Linked DNA regions of Mus musculus: region 2 is linked to region 1. Evidence: chromatin contacts called from public Hi-C data. All regions are on one chromosome and are shown on one strand. Each heading gives the region's core, a stretch centred on a gene start, on an enhancer-like site or on the middle of the called end of the contact. The rest is flanking DNA. Distances are from core to core; before and after follow the strand shown. Region 1 has its middle 84 kb from the start of Gm36819. Region 2 has its middle 13 kb from the start of Gm25875.

Region 1 (3,587 bases), core at 6-2,505:
ACTTAGGAATGGTTGAAAACACCAGGAGACATGAATAACTCCATGCTTGCCTTTGGAAGTGGCAGTGGCAAGGCCTCTGTCACTGGTAGTGATGAGCAATTTGCAGTGCCCTTTCCCCTTCCCCTTTCCTCTCCTCCTTCACTTTCCTTTCTAAAAATCAGGACACAGTTGCTGTCTTAGCCTTAAATAGAACACCTGCAGAGGCAAGCTTGGAATCTCAGGCTCCTGTCTCTTCTCCACCCAGTTCTCAACACTCTGTTTTGTCTTTTGTAAGCCTCATTTCCCCTCAAGGCCTTGACCCAGTCAGTGATCTTTGAAGGCCTCACATCTTATGTTGATTTCAAATTTGGCTGCTTGTAGTTTTCCTTATTGACAGAAGGTGGTGCTGTTGAGACCTTTATGCTATTTCAATTGGCCCTATAGTTGGCCTCTGGTGATAGCACAGAGAAATTTTGGTTGAGGGATCCTTTGTGAGTCCCACAGTCTTCTTTGCCCTCAGATCCTTCCCAGCATCCTTCTGAGGCACAGGTTTCACCAATTCTCTTCAAGTTCCACAATTAGTGTGTGCTGGTCCAGTTCCACGGGCCTCAGTATAGCCCACAATGGGGAGGCTGGGGTATGTATAGTGTTCTAGGGTATTGGGGGTATCGATCATGACCATGACTGATACAGAAATTGCCCATGACTGGAGTGGCTGAAGGATTTGTAGGCGCAGTGTTTGGCTTGGCTAGAATTCAGTTTCATCCTATTCAGCGCTACAGAGTGAAAACCCGACTGCAAAGGCCAATACTTTCGCCTCAGGTCCAACCTTCATGCTCCCAAGTTCCTTTAATCCCTGCTTGTATGAGCTATTTCTATTCTTTGAACTCGTTGTCTGGCCTTCCAGCTCGTGCTGGAAGGACCAGCCCTTCAGTTGTGGGCAATAGTCCTCACATGAGCTTTGAGGAAGTTGAGTTCTATCGCCAGAAGACATCCATTGGGACAGTCTGGATCCACTTTTGCAACAGCAAGAGAATTTTTCTTGTGTCACAAACCCACACTGTCTCCCATAGCAACAATCACTGTCACTTTGTCAGATTCCTAACACTGACAAGGATGGGACATCTCATAAGACATCAGGCTTGTGAAATGCATGATTGCAGCGGGGAGTGCTTCCCACTCGGGGGCCTGCTCCCCAGGTCCCTTCACACTGGTCCCTGGTTTATCATCCAGCCCCTCACTCTGCATTCAGAGGCTGTCCCTATCCTCTGGGGTCTTGGCTATGTCAAAGGAACTCATTCTCTTCTGTCTATCATGACAAGTTTCGCCTTCTGCGGTAGGTCACATAGTGGTCCAATGTCTTCAAAACCACAAAGGAGATATAGCAGAGAGGACATAAGCTCTAGACATACAGGGTCAGGATGAAGCGTCCGGCTCCATTATGACTGTTTAATATTGCCACCGCCTGTACGGTATTTCATTTTTCTCATAGATATCAATTTCTTTAGGAGGGTGTGGTAGCTCAGCCTGGAATCCTAGTGTTTAGGAGGCTGACATAGGAGGATTGTCCCTGAGATTAGCTTGGGCTACCTCATGAATTCCAGGCTATCCCATGCCATATACTGAGACCACATCCCTACCACTGATCCCAAACAAGAACAACAGCAATTTCCTTTGGTCTCATCCATAAGACGGTTTCAGCACCCACTCTGCATAATTCTGAAGATGATTTGATTGACACAGTGACTGTGACTGCTCTGAAAGGCACTCTGGTGTCGATCCTGGCTTAGAACCAGCAGTGCTATCTAGCAAACATACCATGTGAACTACATAAGCCAGTAAAGTTTTTAAAGCTGGGCATGGTGGCAGAGGCCTTTAAAGATCCCAGCACTTAAGAGGAAGAGGCAGATGGATTTCTGTGAGTTTGGGACCAGCCTGATCTGTGCAATGTGTTCTAGACCAGCCAGGGTTGCCTGATGAAAGCCTGTCTTAAAACACATTTTTAAAATTAACATTGTGTACTACATACAATGTATCCATATACTGTTGCCATAATTTGAATGTGCCCCTCCAAGTGCAAATGTTGGAACCATAATTCCCAGTGCAACAGTGTTGAGAGGGACGACTTAAAGAAGCCACCAGAATTCTGCCTTCCTATTTGGATTAATGCTGTTATTACAAGACTAGCTTCCTGGTAGTACGGTATGCTTGCTTGCTCTTTGTCTGTCTGTTTGTCTGTCTGTCTCTGTCTCTCCATCTCTGTCTTTCTCTCTCTTCCTCCCAATTCTTCTTTTACCTGGTGACCACTTTTGCCATAATTGATGTGGTAAGAAATCTTCCCCACATGTGGCCTTGGTTGTTGTGAGCCCCCGGATGGAAATTGAGATGATACAACAATCTTGTAGCAGAAGAGACCAACAGAAAAGTCATAGCAGACACACTGAAGACATGATTCTCGACCCTGCTGGGCTCCCTTGCAAGGAGCTTTCTCTTTGTTTTATCTGCACTTGCCCTCAGAGAGCTGTGGGCTCCATCACCAAGAGCTACTGTCCCCCACAGGCTATCTCATTTAGTCTGTTTGGTTCCTTTCCTTAGCATCTGTACTGTGGGCTTTTTTTTTTACAACTTCAAAGAGCTTCTCACCCATATTCACTAATTAATTCATTACTCCTGTGAGTAAAACCTGCAGCAGGGAGAATGGCATTAGCAAGGATACCAGGGGCTTAGTATTTAAAAGAGGTGGCCCACATCCAGACACTCTCCACCAGAGCTGTTAACTCCTTCACAGCTGTCTGTGCCTCTACAGGCAAGTGTGGCGCTGGTGGCCACCACAGACTTGCTGTGTGCTCAGCTATACCAGGCACCTCTGGGCTGTGAGGAGTGGTACCACATGGCTTCTGAGTCACATCAGGATAACCCATCCTTAACCAGCTGTGTTTTGGTTGGCCTGCAAGTTGAAAGGATATACGCTGACTATTGTCAGTTTTTTTTTTTTTCCTAACTAGAGGACAGACTTTAGGGTTGTGTAGACCTGAGTTTTAATTTTGGCACTTTATAAGATGTGTGAGGGTTGGCTCAGTGGCCCCCTCTGAGGCTTAATTTCTGTATCTTTAAAATGAAATAGTAATATCTCCTTGAGGGGCTAAATGAGGCTAACTGGCAAGATACAAATGGGAGGTTCTGTGCAGAGCCAGGCACACAGAGAGTGCTCCATTGCAATAATCCCAGATTACTCAGGAAGTCAGCTCATGTGCCTCAAGGCATGCGGGACAGAGCTGCAGAAGGGGGGAGGCCTGGCAGGTCCCTTTGGGGGCATGGATTAGTTACTTCCTGCTGTGGTAATAAAACACTATAACTAAGAGCAACTTGAGGAAGAGTTTATATTGGCCTAGAGAGCCAGAGGGCCAGAAGTCCGTAATGGTAGTGGGGCATGGAAGGCAGAGCAAGAAGCTGAGAGATGTATCGCAGTCTCTCAGTCACACACAGAAAATAAAGAGTGAATTGGAAGTCAAACAAGGCTTTGAAATCTCAAGGCACGCTCTGGTGACATCCTCGCTCCAGCAAGCCTTCTTGCCATAAATGTCCCATAACCTTGCTGTAACATGACC
Region 2 (4,028 bases), core at 575-3,074, 190 kb after region 1:
TCCAAGTGGTCAGACCTCAAATTGCATACAGTAAATAGACCAGTTTGCACTTACAGATTTAGGTGTGTGTGTGTGTGTGTGTGTGTGTGTGTGTGTGTGTGTGTGTAACAATAGCAATAAAATAAGAGGCTGTCATTTTGAGAGGGAGCAAGGATAAGTACATCAGAGGAACTGGAAGGAGAAAATAAAAGGGGGAGATTATGAGATTTTAATTAAAAATATAAAAATAATTAAGAGCTGCTGTTGGTAAAATAATTTACTTTTTAAACCTGTGTTGTGACATAGTTTTAATCCATTGTCAGGACTGAACTGGACAGTCAACAAGCTTCCCCATTTATCCATTCCTCAGTGAATTCTTTCCACATACTTATGATGTTGTGAATAATTTGTCTCTACCACAGTCTTAATACCCATGGCATTCAAAATGGAGTACAATCAAATCAATTTTGCCCCACCTGTTAACATGTTGCTAAGTTATGATTTTGGGAATATTATAATGTGGGTGAGGGAAAACCCCATTTACTCGGTTAATATTCCAGATTTATCTGTTTCTGCCTTTGTCTGAGTAAATTTCCTCCATTCACAGCATAAAATCCTGAGGAGGTGAGATTATCATTTACACTTGGAGATGAGGAAACAGGAGCTTTGGGAGTAGTTGGAGGAGATTCTATAACATTTCACAGCTCATGGTGGTGGAGTTAGCACCCGAGCCAGGGTCTGTCTGGCCACAGTTACAGTTCTTGCAGCTCTCCACACATTTAAAACCCTGAAAAAGCAGGCTGGTGTGAAGTGTGCAACCCACACTTCATATTTAGCATCCAGATTCCTTTTCCACGGAGTCTTAAGTATTCATCGCAGCAGTTTGGCCAAGACTTGGAAATGAAGATATTAATTCGGTCTCTGAGGAAAACATTCATAGCATCACAGCCTATTTTCTTCATGAAGAAATAAGGTTACTATCATCTCATTACCTCTTATTATGAAGTGTGTAGAAAGGGTGTGCGCCTGCTCACATCCATGTGTGTTTTGTTTCCTGTATGCACACATGCAATCCCTGTCTTGAAAAAATGAAATCTCATTTTCTGAAGATACCTGTTTAAAAAGTTAAGCGTCGAACTTCTTTCCCAGTTATTTATTGGTTTGTTTGCGAGCCTTAAGTGCAGAGCCGGATTCACAATTCTCCTACCTTAGTGTCTCCAATGCAGGGACTATTGGTGCACACCACCAACCACATCTTGCTTGCTATGCAGTTTCCCTCCCCCCTTCCTTCTCTTCCCTCTCCTCCCTCCTCTTTCCCTCCTCCTTCTTGAGACAGAGCTTTAGTATGTAGCCTAAGTTGGCTTTGAACTCATTATGCTTCCCAGGCTAGACTTGAAATCACAGAAATCTTCCTGCCTCAGTTTTCCTGGTGGTGCCATGCTACATTGACCAAGACAACCAACTCCTCTAGCTACTATCTTCCCATATGGGAATTTCACTGAGGACGGTGTGATGCATCTTATATCATTTTTCTCAAGGAGCTGAAGATTTAGGAATGGATCTTGCAGAATCTGTACTTTGTCCTTGAGTTCCCTGCCTTTTTCTGACCATTGTCATTTTCCGTCCTTTGGGGATAGATAAATCATCAGCCTGCCACTCATTCCTACAGCACTTGGAATATTCTCTTCCTCAGAGATTATTCATTTTTCTAAAACGTCAGAAATGACATGCCTGGGCTTTGCATATATTCTGAGAGCTTGTCTGAAGGAAGCTGTACTATCTGTCACTGCAGAGTGGCCACCAGGTGGCAGCCCGAGAACCCGCATGGTGATTGATTTTGTCTAGGGTGTTTACTTACATGGGGAAAACAGGGTCAGGTGTCTGCCAGGGTGATGATGGCTGTGGAGGGCTAACAGTGCAGGAAACTACTTCTTGATGGTGTTTAAAAAGCACTAGCAACATCACTCTTCCATGTCAGGCTTTTCAGGACAATTTGTCCTACACAGGAAGATTAAACCCCATTTGGTTAGAGGAAACAACAACAACAAAAAAACGGGGTTAGTGCAGGGAGATACCTTCCTATTATTCAAAGCCACTGGTTCTCAACCTTTATTGTATATTATTAGAATATCCTGGGAAAACATTTAAATCATTCTGTGGGGCAGTGTCCCAGAGATTTATTTTTAAATACTCCAGGCGATTCCAAAGTGTGTTGAGCGATGATAAGAATCATCTCTTCAGGTCTTTCAATTTGTTTATTCATTTGCTTGCCATTTACCACATAATTCCTCATGTCAGCTGTGAGCAAGGCAATGGTGATGGTGTAAAATGTAGATTCTTTTGTCACCTCCTTAGACCTTGCAAGTTACTTATTCAATTCAATGGAAGTCAATTCAGCAAACATGTATCAAGTTCCTATTATACAACAGGTTCTACAGTAGGCACCAAAGAAGAAGAGGCAATAGAAATTTCTATGGGTCAGTGTTTGGAGTTCAGTGTGTGACATGTACAGCTGATTATCATATGGGTGGGGTGTGGTATCAGTTGTGCTTTAGTTCATAATAACTTTACACAATAACACAGAGCATTTTCCTCACCCAGTAATTTTTCAGGCTGATGAGCAACTAGCTTCAATTACCTGAAGAAATATCCATGGTGTATAAACAAGAAGCAGAATGAGTCCTGATACTCAGAGGTCCATGGGTTCCAAGGTTAATATCTCTTCCACATTAAGCATTAGGCTCAGGCAAGGAGAATGATCCATTTCATTTCAGAAGTGGAGCTATTCGTCCCAGGATATATTTGTGCATTTCTCCTGAACAGTCCTCTTTCTTGAGCAATGAGGGGATGACCATTTCTGTGTATGCATCTCCAAGAAACCCTTTTCATTCAGCCCAAGGTCTTTTCTGCTACTGGATTTATGTACATAAAAAATAAATGCCTTTTAAAACTACAGTCCTCTGCTTCCACCGAAATGCAAATCTAAAACTCTGTGGATGCCTTTTGTTTTGAAGAGAACCCTGATAAACATGTAATTCTGTGGGCAAATGAGCTTGTTATCAGTTTCTGTCAGTCATAGGGAGATTAATTAGGGGACCAGATATTAGCCCAAATGTATATTAAAGAAGCCAGACAAGTCTCATTTTCAGAGGGCTCCGTTCTGTCATCTAACAGAGTATGAAACTAAATGCCATATGGATGAGGACTGGTGAACAGAAGAGTTAGTGCTGGGCACATTTTAAGAATTAACCTATGGTTGGATAGGAGAGTTGGCTCTTAAGAAAATGTAGGTGATGCACAAAAATGTGGGTCTTGTGTAAAAAAGAAAAAAGCACAAGGAGGTGTTCCAAGGTTCCTTCTTTTCCAACCTGACCCGTGGCGTTTCTACTGTACAGAAAACTCTGATGTAGAAAATCTCAACTTGGGCTATGGAAATAGGGAGTTTGCAAAGCAGCAGCTTCCAGTCCTTCCACATTTTAATGGTCATCCATATCAGGGTGAGTTACTTTCAGCCTTGGCCTGCCATTGTCTTTGGGGCTAAACAGAATCGGTGCAACACTACTTCCTTGAATATATGCCTGCTTGTATTTTGTTCAGGAAGATGACATCAGGAGCGTGGAGTACAGTCACCTGAATTTAGCAATAAGTTGCCTCAGATGAACATTCCTGATGTTACTTAGCCATTCTTGATTATTTTTATGCCTCTGAGACTTTTATCATATTGTCTCTGGTCACTGGACTTGGCTCACTCAGACAGGGCAAAACAGCTGATTGATGCAGAAAATCATCCATGATTGTATGAGCAATGGGCTGTGAGCGAGGGAGATTTTCACCTAGATTTCTCCCATGAACATTGGTTTTAACTTTTATGTTTGTAATGTCAACTCAGTTGTGTCCAGAGAAGAAGAAAAGTCCCGTACAACCTGCCCCCATTCTATTTCTCAACCTTGTGTTGAGCTTGACCCCTCATTGTTTACATCTGAATCATGCTCAGATATTGGGGGTTTTCCAAATGCATTTTTATGATGATTTTTAAGCCTCTGTGAAAG

The links. Hi-C and Micro-C count contacts between places; a contact is called where the count stands out from the background.
Region 2: a Hi-C map of CD8 T cells shows a contact between it and region 1, with 4 times the contacts expected there. The contact joins two enhancer-like sites. A contact is called at or near these places in 5 of 39 promoter capture datasets (the HPC-7 cell line, hippocampal neurons, liver and 2 more), 41 of 484 Hi-C or Micro-C datasets (the AML12 cell line, the C2C12 cell line, CD4 T cells and 23 more) and 3 of 115 datasets of contacts at active chromatin or transcription factors (astrocytes, memory CD8 T cells and regulatory T cells).

The regions. Positions count from the first base shown.
Region 1 is chr15:59,905,671-59,909,257 of GRCm38.p6, forward strand. No RefSeq gene overlaps it. Among named protein-coding and RNA genes, the nearest start is that of Gm36819, 84 kb to the left of the region's middle. Within about 2 kb of position 1,256, at least 5 of the 459 cell types and tissues checked have an H3K27ac peak or open chromatin away from gene starts, as enhancers often do. A contact at or near this core is called in CD8 T cells and hippocampal neurons, where this site is marked.
Region 2 is chr15:60,095,552-60,099,579 of GRCm38.p6, forward strand. No RefSeq gene overlaps it. Among named protein-coding and RNA genes, the nearest start is that of Gm25875, 13 kb to the left of the region's middle. Within about 2 kb of position 1,825, at least 18 of the 459 cell types and tissues checked have an H3K27ac peak or open chromatin away from gene starts, as enhancers often do. A contact at or near this core is called in CD8 T cells and hippocampal neurons, where this site is marked.